2 separate regions of the Zea mays genome follow, and region 2 is linked to region 1. The links are chromatin contacts, called in public Hi-C maps. All regions are on one chromosome and are shown on one strand. The core of a region is the stretch at or near the end of the contact, and the rest is flanking DNA. Distances in the headings are between cores, read along the strand shown.

Evidence for each region. Hi-C and Micro-C count contacts between places; a contact is called where the count stands out from the background.
Region 2: a contact with region 1 is called in a Hi-C map of ear, with 2.4 times the contacts expected there. The contact joins the promoter of LOC103635676 here to the promoter of LOC100281565 in region 1. A contact is called at or near these places in 2 of 25 Hi-C or Micro-C datasets (ear and tassel).

The regions. Positions count from the first base shown.
Region 1 is chr8:108,470,456-108,477,010 of Zm-B73-REFERENCE-NAM-5.0, reverse strand. LOC100281565 (LEC14B) reads left to right here and starts at 3,242. Exons shown (of 10, transcript NM_001154484.2): 1 at 3,242-3,427; 2 at 3,927-4,338; 3 at 4,487-4,606; 4 at 5,643-5,720; 5 at 6,346-6,522. The coding sequence starts at 3,958. LOC109942011 (a long non-coding RNA gene) reads right to left here and starts at 373. Exons shown (of 4, transcript XR_004852009.1): 1 at 1-373.
Region 2 is chr8:109,140,293-109,146,847 of Zm-B73-REFERENCE-NAM-5.0, reverse strand. LOC103635676 (autophagy-related protein 18h) reads left to right here and starts at 3,299. Exons shown (of 10, transcript XR_557556.4): 1 at 3,299-3,972; 2 at 4,931-5,392; 3 at 5,483-5,908; 4 at 6,014-6,259; 5 at 6,346-6,555. LOC103637166 (ATP synthase subunit gamma, chloroplastic) reads left to right here and starts at 1,426. Exons shown (of 1, transcript XM_008659417.1): 1 at 1,426-1,761. The coding sequence starts at 1,426. The coding sequence ends at 1,761.

The DNA.
Region 1 (6,555 bases), core at 1,993-4,492:
ATGGAGCTCCGTTGGGCGGGGGTGGGTCTGCCGGGAGAAGCTCCTGGCCCGGCCTGGGCGGACCTCAGCACGGCGGTTTGGGGCATAACAGGGCGGTAGGCGTCTGGGCGAAGCTCAGCCTTGGCGTTCCCCGATGTCGCGCCCGCGACTCAGTGGAGGCAGGAGACGGAAGGCGGACGGGGGCGTGGTCGCATAGGACGATCGACGACGGAGTTGGTGCTAGGCGGAGGCTCGGCCGCGGAGGCTCGACGTCGGCCGTCGGTGGCTTGGCTCGCTAGTCTGATGCGGCAGGAGTAGGAAATGTTATTAGGGTTAGGGATTATAATATTTTTTTGTTGATATCTTGTTAGCGGTAGAGGGGCTTCACTCGTGTGGGGATTTTGACACAATTTTAACTATTAACATCTAAATCGACGGTATTAACTTTTTAACACTACTTCTATTGTTCTTGTTAATAATAAATCATTTAACTAGTTCTTTATTTGTTTTGGCGCTACTTTTCACGTAATAAGTACTTTTTCCAAAAAAATGTCATACATATGAATATAAGATAAACAAAATATCTAATTAAAATAAATAAATATTTATTTTTTATTTGTAATATAGCCAAGACGAGTGTATATTATTTGCGCTATTTTTTGAAAATTAAAATATAAATACAACATATTCTGATATGATTTTGTTTTATTACGTATAAGATAAATAAAAACCTATTTTGTATTTGTCATAGAGGAAGGCCATGCATACACTATTTATGTTGTATTTTAGAAAATTAAAAATATAATTATAGTATCTTTTGATATGATCATGCGTAAAAAAATCTAAAACAGACTTAAATCGTGAAAGATATTAATTTCTAAATGAAGAGGCAGATTTCTAATGAAGATGTAGAGTTCGTGTTCAGCTTGAAAAGAGGAGTCGATGACTAACCTAAGACTAAGACTCCCACAACATTAACTATTTATGTAGGATATCTGAACATGGATGATTCTTTTTTAAAAAAATCATCATATGTTAATGACATATGTGCTTTGTTATGGCAATTTATTTTGTTGAGAAGGTTATGGCAATTTACTCGTACGACGATTTTATATTGTCATAGAAAATTATCATAAAAATGTTGCTAGAGTATATTATGACAGTTTTAATGACAGAGGTTAAATTTTTGTCACTATACTACGCCATCTTCTGAAAATCGTCATAAACAAGGTGATATAATGACGAATTACTCTAGTGTCATCGACTATTCGTCATAGAAGGTCATAAATGTTGTAGTGATAATAGCCGATTGTTTCAAGTACTACAAATGATGCCAAGTGTGTTAGAAATTCGGTGACTTGCAGTTAGTTTCTGCGGCTGAATTACATCATATTATCAAACCTTGGCCTTTCAGAGGATGAGGATTGGATTTTATTGAAGAAATCCATCCTTCATCATCAAAAGGCATCAATTCGTGTTAGTCACCACATATTACTTTACCAAATGGACTGAAGTCGTTGCTCTGAAGAACATGACACATAGAGAGGTAATTGGGTTGATAACTGGCATATCATTCATAGACTTGGCATTACTCAGACTTTGACCATAGACCAGGGGACTTCTTTTATATCAAATGAGGTACATAAGTTTGCTGAATCATATAAGATCAAGTTGCTCAATTCGTCTCCATATTATGCTCAGGACAATGAGAAGGCCGAGTCTAGTAATAGGACATTGATTAGCCTTATAAAAAGAAAATATCTGATCATCCTAAGCATTGGCATAAGGTTTTGTCTGAAGCTTTATGGGCTCATAGAATATCTAAACACCATGCTACTAAAGTTTCTCCTTTGAGCTTGTTTTTGGCAGGAAGCGGTTTTGCATGTGGAGGTAAGCCTAAATGTTGTCAGGTTCGCCAGTCAGAATGATGTAACTGTCGGTGATTATTATAATTCAATGATAGACTATATTGATGAAGTGACCAACAAGAGATTGATAGCTCTAGGAGAAATAGAAAAGACAAGATCATGGTCGGCAAAGCTTACAACAATAAGGTCAAGGCTAAGTCATTCCAGGTTGGAAACCTGGTATGAAAGACCATCTTGCCATTGAGGAACAGAGACCGGAAGTTTGGAAAATAGTCGCCAAGCTAGAAAGGTCTTTAAAAGATCACACATGTAATATCATTACCTGGAAACACTTATATATTACAAAATTACAAGGTGAGGACTTGTCCAATGCGCTGAACGAACGTTTTTGGAAGCAATATCATTGTAGTACGTGGCAAGATGCTTAAAAGAACCGATGTGGTCACGTCGAGTTGATTACATCATGTGCTAGTGCTTTTGGTTCACCCAGCTCCTCCAAAAGAAAGAGGGACATGTGTTGAGCACCATTTGTGGTACTGGGCATAGTCAGATGGTCCGACCTTGAGGATCGGATGGTCCAGCACGAGGACAGTCCGCCCGTAGGCGTGGACGGTCCACGAATAGATCAGATTAGGCACAACTAATCTGTTTTCCACGCGATTTGCCCCTCTAAATCCGGTGTTGCTGTTGGGAGACGTCTAGAAACGGATCTAGATCTCCCTCCTATATATATTAAGGGGTACGACCGATACAATCACCAACAATTAATCAAACAATCAATTTATCTTCCGTTCTTTACCTTTTGCCCTAGGTGTGGACAATAACATAGTTTCCCCTCTAATCTTCATCTCTCTCCGGCTCTATGTCGTTTAGAGGCGTCTTGGATGGTCTGCCGATCCCAAAATAAATCCTATAACCTCTCCTCCTCGATGGGTCCCTTCCGGAAGCGAGATCTAGGTGTTGTTGGCGAACTCCATCGCCTCTACACGCGTGGACCGTTCGCCCATCAGGCGTGGACCGTACGACTTGTCTGCAGAAACTCTAACTCCTGCGCCAGGTCGCGGACCGTCCACGCTGCCGTAGAGAGCACCGCCATTAATGCACATTGTAGTGATTGGCGTATAGATTGGCGCCTACAAATACTAATAGCAATTTTCTCCCATTCTTCACTTTGTTTTCTTATGCGTGAGGTGTGATTGTGTCCGCGAGCATCATCACCAATGCATATCGTAGTGATTGACGGTTAGATCGGCGCCAACAAATACTAATGGCAAATCTCTCCCGTTCATCACTTTGTTTTCTTATGCGTGAGGTGTGACTGTGTGTGCAAAGAACCGCTTGCTACCAGCAAGAAAACCCTCTACAAGCCCTTTTTTTTTTGTTATCCGGTCCGCCCAGGCTCTTCCCATTCTCCGGCGCTTCCCTCTGTCCCTTGGCTCGCTCTGGCGTGGTTCTCCCGTCCCCTGGTGCGTGCGCGCTTCTCGCTCTCTCGTGGCGGCGACTGGGCGACTATCGCCTCCGCCCTACAACAGTTGCTCAGGTCTTCTTTGGGCCCTTCGCCGGGGACAAGCACCCACCGGGTACGCCTATCCCTTTTCTTCCCCTAACATCTATTTGTCGAATCTGATGTAGTTACAAGTGTAGTGTACATGTAGTATTATCCCTGCTAACTCTTTTTTTTGGGCAAAAATTATCGTGTGTACATGTGTATACCCATGCCCTTTACTGGGTTCCCCCTGATAGCTAGTAATTATCAGTAGTAAAATCTTTGTTCCTGCATGTTCGCGGATGCAGTTTCACTGTTTTAAAATATTTTATGATGCAATACCACAATTTATAGGGTGTATTTAGAGTAGAAACCAGAGGTTTGAATCGGGCTTGTGAATTCTAGTTAAAAAAGCACATTCAACGAACAAACTGGCCAACATAAGCTGCTCCTGACCTTAAAAAACAGGCTGCTCTCACGTGATATGTGTCTTTTATGCAATTGCAAAGATGTAACAAATTTCGTTGTTCCTTGGAAACATTCCGATTTCTATAAACAAGCCTTTGAGTCTGAATATTGATAAGTGTTTGCAGAGAAAATCAATAAATACATCGGCCTGAAAGAATGGGTTATGGCATGAGTAGGCTAGACGATGAATACTATGAGGCTGAAGGGCAGAATACTGGTGGATCTGGCTCAGTTCAAGTGAACGATGAGTTTGCAACACTACATAATGATATTTTTCATATGACCCGAATGAGATCAGGACTTACTGAAAGCTACAAGTCCATGGGTACCAACAGAGGCATAATATCAACTGCCAAGTTATTATCTCGAAGGGAAATTGATTGTTCTGGAAAGGGGATGTTCTCTTCTGGTGACCGTGCATTTGTTCTAGGTCGTCATGTTCCGATGAACAATCCTGAATTATTGGATAGGATGGATTCTCGTGCTTACGTTTCACAGTTTTCTGCTGATGGTACTCTTTTTGTTGCTGGTTTTCAGGTATGCTATGCTCAACCAACAATAGTCGAGGTTTTAAACAAGTTCAAGTCAGAATTTCCTGGTGTTTACTTTTTCTGTCATCATGTTATGCATTTTTAAAGTTAAAATTTATAGACGTAGTATAAATAACATTTCTTTTCATTTTCAGGGAAGTCACATAAGAATATACGATGTTGATAGAGGCTGGAGCATACACAAAGACATTCATGCTAGGTGTTTAAGATGGACAATCAGTGATGTATCCTTATCACCTGATCAGCGGTATCTTGTAAGTTTCTCCTGGATTTAATAAGTTTAGCTTATCACCCTTATTCTACATGCTTTGTTCAGTTTTGGTTTGCATGTAACTCTATTTTGCAACTTTTCATCAGTCAGCATTGTAGATAAATCTCTTTCATTATTCTTCTTATCAAGAAGAAATATTTCATATGCAACTCTGTTCAACAGGTGAATAAACCAAAGAGTACCAGATGTGGTTACATGTTTTACAACAAGTTTTCATTTTTTTTATTATTGTATCTTTTGACGGGAGAGCATATGGGCTGGGAGCTGGGTAGTTCCGGTTCTTCTAGTGGAAACATGTTGCAGTTGGGAAATGGATGTTTCACATGGACAATATCATAGAGGCTAGCATCCAAAGATGAGTTGTGCAATATTGACCTTACCTATGTCTGGCTACCAAGATGAAATGCATCGAAGTTGTTCCAACCATTACATCAACTACAATGACTGGAAGTACCTGTAGGACAATGAAGTTTACAGGGACATTTGAGACTTCGTCTAGTCCATTTGGTCCTTTCATGACATAATGCTACATATTTTGTTTGTTGGTATGAGCACGCCTTAGAGGTTTGCAAAGGGCCTCTAGCGTAATGGTTAAGGCTTCCGAGTAGCACCTCCAGGTCCCTGGTTCGATCCCCCTCAGGGGCGAATTTCGGGCTTGGTTAAAAAAATCCCCTCGCTATGCCCTGCCTGCTCCCGGGTTACGTCCTGCGCGCCACCTTCTGGCTGGGCCGTTGCAGAGTGGGCGGTGACGACCTGCTAGTGATGGGGGGCCAAGGTTCGGGGATCTTCTCGGCCGGGACCATGTTTCGGTCTCTTCTGCCGAGAGGGCGGTCTTTCCCTCCCCACCGAGTTTATTTTACGCCTTAGAGTTTCGAAATGCATTCTAGCTCTTTATGTTTGCATATCATATTATCCTTTATGTATATCTCTACTTCACCAATCTGTGGAATGCTCTCTCTTGCTCCCCATTTTTGCTTGCATATCAAGCCCAATAATTGTTTTTCATTGTAAATATGCAGGCCTACTCTAGTCTGGCACCTATTATCCATATTGTCAATGTTGGGAATGCGGCAAGAGAATCCTATGCTAACGTCACTGTGAGTTCTTACTAGGTTCTTGCAATTTGCACTCATTCGCTTTTCAAGTTTTTTTATGATAAAAAGTGGGCACAGTTGGGTTTGCTTTGGACTTTCACATGCCTGGTTGCGCAGCAAACAATGACTCTGTAGAAACATGTTTCTTTTAATAATACGATTTTTATGTTAATCATCTATAACTGCATTTCATTTTAACTTCCATTGCAAATAAACAGAGCAAGATATGCAAGCACCAAACCTATTTTAGTGAAGGAACCTCTGTGGATTTAGTTGTTGTTTCTTGGTAAAACATTAGTGAACTCATTAACTTTTTATTTCTTAAAGTTGGCATTGAATCCATCAGCTGGATGGTGCTAATATTAGAAGACAAGATGTACCCCCCCCCCCCCTACTGTGTTTATCATTTAGTTTAATTGATGAACCTTGGAATATATTGATGAGCTCAGTAAGTGATAGAGCTTATATATATGTATTTGGGGATGATATTCACTTTGTTTTGCAGTTAATTACTCTGGGTGTTTAAAATCAGTTACAATACCTTTTGGAGATGTACCATGTTAGATGTAATCCTTCACTGTTTATTTTACTTAGTCAACAGTAATCACAATTTTACATCTTTCTGTAGGACATCCATGATGGATTGGATTTTTCACAGCATGAAGATGTTCAATATTCATTTGGAATATTTTCTGTAAAATTTTCCTCTGATGGACGGGAACTTGTTGCTGGCAGCAATGATGACTCAATATATGTCTATGATCTTCATGCAAACAAATTGACATTACGTTTATCTGCTCATACAGTATGAAAATTGCTTACTTTCTTGCTTATATTT
Region 2 (6,555 bases), core at 2,050-4,549, 670 kb before region 1:
TTCGCGTTAGAAATATAAACGAGTCCGCGAGAGAGGGCGCAAAACAAATCCCAAGCGAATAAGCAAGTGAGACACGGAGATTTGTTTTACCGAGGTTCGGTTCTTGCAAACCTACTCCCCGTTGAGGAGGCCACAAAGGCCGGGTCTCTTTCAACCCTTCCCTCTCTCAAACGGTCCCTCGGACCGAGTGAGCTTCTCTTCTCAAATTGAAGCCGGGAACAAAACTTCCCCGCAAGGGCCACCACACAATTGGTGCCTCTTGCCTTGATTACAATGGAGTTTTGATCACAAGAACAAGTGAGAAAGAAAAGAAGCAATCCAAGCGCAAGAGCTCAAATGAACACGGCAAATCACTCTCTCTAGTCACTAGGGTTTTGTGTGGAATTGGAGAGGATTTGATCTCTTTGAATGTGTCTAGAATTGAATGCCTAGAGCTCTTGTAGTAGTTGAGAAGTGGAAAACTTGGATGGCAATGAATGTGGGGTGGTTGGGGTATTTATAGCCCCAACCACCAAAAGTGACCGTTGGCTGGAGGCGTCTGCTCGATGGCGCACCGGACAGTCCGGTGCACACCGGACAGTCCGGTGCCCCTGCCACGTCATCACTGTCGTTGGATTCTAGCCGTTGGAGCTTCTGACTTGTGGGCCCGCCTGGGTGTCCGGTGCACACCGGACATGTACTGTTTGATGTCCGGTGCACCGGTATGGGCGATTCTGACTTCTGCGCGCGCTGCGCGCGCATTTAATGCACCGCAGGGAGCCGTTGGCGCCGCAGGGAGCCGTTGCTCCGCTGGTACACCGGACAGTCCGGTGCACACCGGACAGTCCGGTGAATTATAGCGGAGCGGCTGTCGCGCGAACCCGAGGCTGGCGAGTTTAGGAGGCCGAGCTTCCTTGGAGCACCGGACATGTCCGGTGCACACCGGACAGTCCGGTGAATTATAGCGCGCCGGCTTCCGAGAATTCCCGAGGGCGAAGAGTTTGAGTCTGAGTCCCCTGGTGCACCGGACAGGTACTGTGCACTGTCCGGTGGCACACCGGACAGTCCGGTGCGCCAGACCAGGGGTGCCCTCGGTTGCCCCTTTGCTCCTTTATTGAATCCAAAACTTGGTCTTTTTAGTGGCTGAGTGTGAACCTTTTACACCTGTATAACTTATACACTAGAGCAAACTAGTCAGTCCAATATTTGTGTTGGGCAATTCAACCACCAAAATTATTTAGGAACTAGGTGTAAGCCTAATTCCCTTTCACATTGCCATCACACCAGGAAGGAAAGTGGAGTGGAGTGGACTGACCTCTCCTTGCGCTCCTGAAGCGACTTCATCTGCGACTTGTAGTGGTTCTCGATGTACTGCTTCGCCGCCACCACCTTCTGCTTGGTGGCGCTAGACAGCGCCTCCTCCCCCGCCGCGGCGGCCATCCTCGCGGAGCCACCGGCGCCGCCGTCTACGTGGACGCCACCGAGGACGAGCTCTTCCGCCTCACCACCAAGGAGGGGAAGTTCACCGTGGAGCGCGAGAAGGTGAAGATCGAGATGCAGCACTTCTCCCCCGTGGTGCAGTTCGAGCAGGACCCCGTGCAGATCCTAGACACGCTGCTCCCGCTCTACCTCAATAGCCAGCTCCTCCGTGCCCTGCAGGAGTCGCTCGCTAGCGAGCTCACCGCCCGGATGAGCGCCATGAGCAGCGCCACCGACAATGCCATCAAGCTCCACAAGAACCTCTCCCGCAGATCGATCCTGCTGCTGGGTCGATCTCGTTGACACGGCTATCGTCGCTTTGTTTCTTGGAGAAGGACGTGGAGGGTTGGGGAAAATGGATCTGGGTGCGGCGACGACTATCGGTGGGAGGGAGGGGGTCACCGCGAGCAGGGCGGGCGCAACGGTCGTGCGTCCTCTGTCGAGGCGAAGGCTGCGGCTGGGGGAAGACGGGGGGCGTCGGGGCGAGTGGAAGCGAACGCTGATTGCGGTGGGGATTCCGCTCTCCATGTTAGATTCTGGTCCAATCTTGTGGAGGCGAAGGCGCTGATTGCGGGGGCGGGGGCGTCGGGGCGAGTGGAGGCGAAGGCTACGGCTGGGGGAAGACGCTGATTGCGGATGGAGGCGCTGATTGCTCGTTCCCAGATCCAGAGCGTGGGGATTGCCGGATGCTGGCCACGTACCAGCCTGCATCGCGCCATGGTGCGGAGGTGGAGGGGGGAGCGGTGCATCGCGCAGAAGATTTTGGCGAGTGGATCGCGCTGGGTCCGACGGCGAGCAGAGAAGAGAGCGGGGCGCAGAGATGGCGGCCAGAGAGCGCGCAGATGGTGGGCGAGAGAGACAGCAAAGAGGAGAGTTCCTTGGAACCACGTGGACCTTCCAAATTCTCCTTCCATGATGGCGGGCGAGAGAGCGGAGAGCGGGGGCGCCGGCAGAACCGTGCGCCAAAAAAAAATGTGGACGCCTACACTAATAACTTAAGTAGTAGTAGAGATTTGAAGTTGTTTTGATATATTAGACTTTTATCATTCAAAATTTTGTTATTTAATTAGAAAAAAATTGAATATATATATATATATATATATATATATATATATATATATATATATATATATATATATATATATATATATATATATATATATATATATATATATATATATATATATATATATAGCCTTAAAGGCCCAAATTTTTTTGTTTCGCTCCGGGTCCATGAAACCTGAGGACCGACCCTGTGCTCCGGCCGGGCTTCTTTCTAAGCTTGCGTGCTCTCTTCTTATATATCTAGTGATATACTACCTATATCGTCTCTCTAGATGCCCTGGTCTTTGTCGTGTCATTCTCCGAGTATGTCCGTCTCTTCTCTTCCCCTCCTGCTCTACGAAACCTTGGAAGTGGGGGAGGCAAGGGATGGAGGTCTCTGATTTGCTGACTACGGTACTCGTGCGTTAATAAAAAATATTATGTAAAAAGCGGAGACAATTAATAAAAAATCTTGAGAATTTTTTTGTGAATAATTTACGTGGGTATTGTTGTAAGCCGTCGCAACGCACAGTTAACCGACTAGTAGGCATTAGATATCGAGATTTATTGGAGTTGCTCTAACAACGATCAAACATGCAAATCAGCAAATCAAAGCATAAACCCCTTTCCCAAAGCTCGTTTTCGCAAGGAACGAGCGGATAAACAGACCGTTCCCCACGCACGCACGCTCGCTCGCTCGCCGCTCGCCAACGTCGAGGATGCCCGCTTGGCAAGGGATCTATGCCCCATATTCCCCTTGCGTGCAAGCTCCCATCCCCGTGCCCTCGCCACGAGCACCCGAGGAAAGGCTTGCCCACTCGCGGATAGGCAGTGGACCCAGGGTGGCAGAGAGCTTGTTCCGGGGACGCGAAGCCAGCTGGGGAGAGGAAAACCGGGTGGGATTAAAAGGGGAGGGAGGGAGATAGACACACGAAAGCAACAGCAAGTAGAGAGAGAAGGGAAAAGGGTGAAGCCAGGGAGTTGTTGGTTCTGGTTCTGGTCGGCGTCGGAGGGGAAGGGGACAACGAGCGGCGAGGTGGGCAAGCGAAGGAAGGAGGGATATGGTGGCAATCTGAGTCTGCGGATCGCGGCGGCGGAGGGGATCGGCGGGAGCTGGGAGGCGGCACTCGGATGGTATTGGGTTTCGCCGGCGCCGGAGGCGGCGATCGTGGATGGGCAGCGGCGGGGTCGCGGGGCGTGGGTTGTAGGAGCGGTGGCGGTGGGGAAGCCAGAGTCGGAGCGGGTGCTTGCGCTGGTCTCCGCGCTGGGGAGGAGGGGAGGGAGCGGCGGGTAGGGATGAAGCGGGGGAAGGGGGCAAGGAATGGGTTGCTGCCGAGCTCGCTGCGGATCATATCGTCCTGCCTCAAGACGGTGACCTCCAACGCTGGCTCCGTCGCGTCTACCGTGCGCTCGGCGGGCGCCTCCGTCGCCGCCTCCATCTCCTCCCCTTCCGAGGACGAGAAGGACCAGGTTCACTGCCCCGCCCCTGCCCTCCTCGTCTTCAAACATTTTTTTGTTTTCATTTTTACGCTGCTAGTGCAGATGACTGTGGGCGATGGGGTTTGCTAACTTCAGTTCTATGCTTGCAATTGTGTACTCAATTGTCAATTGTGCATTCTGCAGTGGTAGGTTTGGGTAGTGCCTGGACGCACTTCCTTTGTTCCAGTAGATTCATCGTACTAGTAGCAATTACTCGCTCTTCAAGTGAGTTGACCATTAACAATGTTACTGCTGGATAGGAAAAGCTAGAAAATACTATAATATTGGATTGTTACCCTTGCAATCGTGTCTCAGAAACGCCATTTTGCAGTAGGAGCTGTGAGTAATCCAACGAGGTAGAGCTGATGTTCTTGTACTTTCGAAATTCCAGTGCAATTAATGGAGCTTTGAGTGAGTTGACCATGAATTTAGTTTAACTAGTCTGAAGTGAAAAGGCTGGAGAGCACAGATTAGATCAGTGTTCACCCAAACACTAAACAATAAGGAGTTGGCCACCTATGTTGTAGCTGTTTATTTGGGCTAAATGACAGTTTAAATGGTCTAAATTGCCATTTAAACAGGATAAGTGTCTGATTAAATGGACACGACTAGCCACTGCTGCGTCTAAATAGCATTTAAAGGGATAAATGGCTGTTTGGGTGGAACATCGGAGTCATTTTTGTAGTAGTTCAGTAGAATTTTTCTGTGCTCATACTGCACATGGCTAATGGGTGCCTTGTTATTGTTGGCAACAGTTTTTTTGTTTTGGATTTTTCTTCAGTGTTCTTAAATTTTGCCTGGACAACAAAATGTCGGTTTCTCCAAGTATAGTTAATGCTTAGCTCAATTCAGTTTCACCACTAACAATTTTGATTGGACAAATGTTTGCCGCTGTATGTTTCTGCTAATTTATGCACAGATGCAATCTTGATGATCCATCTATAAACAGGTTTTGTGGGCTGGATTTGATAAACTGGAGCTTCAACCATCATCATTCAAGCATGTCCTGCTTGTTGGTTATTCAAATGGGTTTCAAGTGCTCGATGTTGAGGATGCTGCAAATGTTTGCGAGTTGGTCTCAAAACGTGATGGCCCAGTTACGTTTTTACAAATGCAACCCACTCCAGTTAGCTCTGAAGGCATTGAAGGATTCAGAGCATCCCATCCCATGCTTCTAGTTGTTGCTGGTGATGAGACAAATGGCCTGGGTGCGGTTCAAGGTGGTCGCTTAAGTGCTCTTATCAGAGACACAAACAGTGAGCCTCAAGCTGGAAGTTGCATTTCTACCCCAACGGTTGTCCGTTTCTACTCTTTGAAGTCTCACACCTATGTACACGTTCTTCGATTCCGGTCTGCTGTATATTTAGTTCGCTGCAGTCCAAGGATTGTTGCTGTAGCACTTGCAGCACAAGTAAGTTCCTCTTTGCACATTTATCTGTATTTTGTACTGAAAAATTGTTCTCAGATAACACATTAAAATACTTATTTTACCACATTTCAGATCTACTGCTTTGATGCTGTTACTCTTGAGAACAAGCTCAGCGTCTTGTCATATCCTCTGCAAGGTGCACCTGGGGTAAATATTGGGTATGGCCCGATGGCTGTTGGCCCCAGATGGTTAGCCTATGCCACAAATACTCCTTTATTGTCAAACACAGGCCGTCTAAGTCCACAGAACCTCACACCTTCACCAGGAGTGAGCCCATCTACTTCTCCTAGCAGTGGCAGTTTAGTTGCTAGATATGCAATGGAGTCCAGCAAGCAATTAGCTTCTGGTATTATTGACATGGGATATAAAACATTTTCAAAGTACCGCCAGGAACTTCTACCAGATGGTTCTAACTCCCCTTTGTCATCAAGCCCAGGCAGGAGATCTGGTAAAATTCCTTCCAGTGTGCATCCACTGGAAGCTGACAATGCAGGAATGGTTAGTTAAAGCCTCACCAAGACTTTTTCTATTTCATTGCAAATTAAGTGCATGAAAAGGAAAATCTTCTATGTGAAGTAATGAAAGTTCGTTGGACACTTGCAGGTAGTCATCAAGGATTTCACTTCCAAAGCTGTGGTCTCACAGTTTAGGGCTCACACAAGTCCTATATCTGCTCTTTGTTTTGATCCTAGTGGAACACTTTTGGTGACAACCTCTGTTCATGGCCATAACATAAATGTTTTCAGGATCATGCCAACTTGCGTTGCTAATGGCACAGGCGCAACGCGCTATGATTGGACAGCATCTCATGTTCATCTTTATAAACTGTATCGTGGCATGACATCAGCTGTATGTTTACTAAGCAATTAAAAAGTCTTCCTCAGAATGTTTTATAATTTTATTCATTTTGTTAATTACCTTGCATTTGTGTGCAGGTCATACAAGACATCTCGTTTAGTCATTTTAGCCAATGGATATCTATTGTTTCATCTCGTGGTACCTGCCATATTTTTACATTGTCCCCATTTGGTGGTGATGCCAGCCTGCAGCCACAGAATTCTCACAGTGATGGGCCACCTCTTGCGCCATGTCAGTCAAGGCCATGGTGGTCAAAGCCGTCCTTTCTGATGGACCAACAGCTTCAT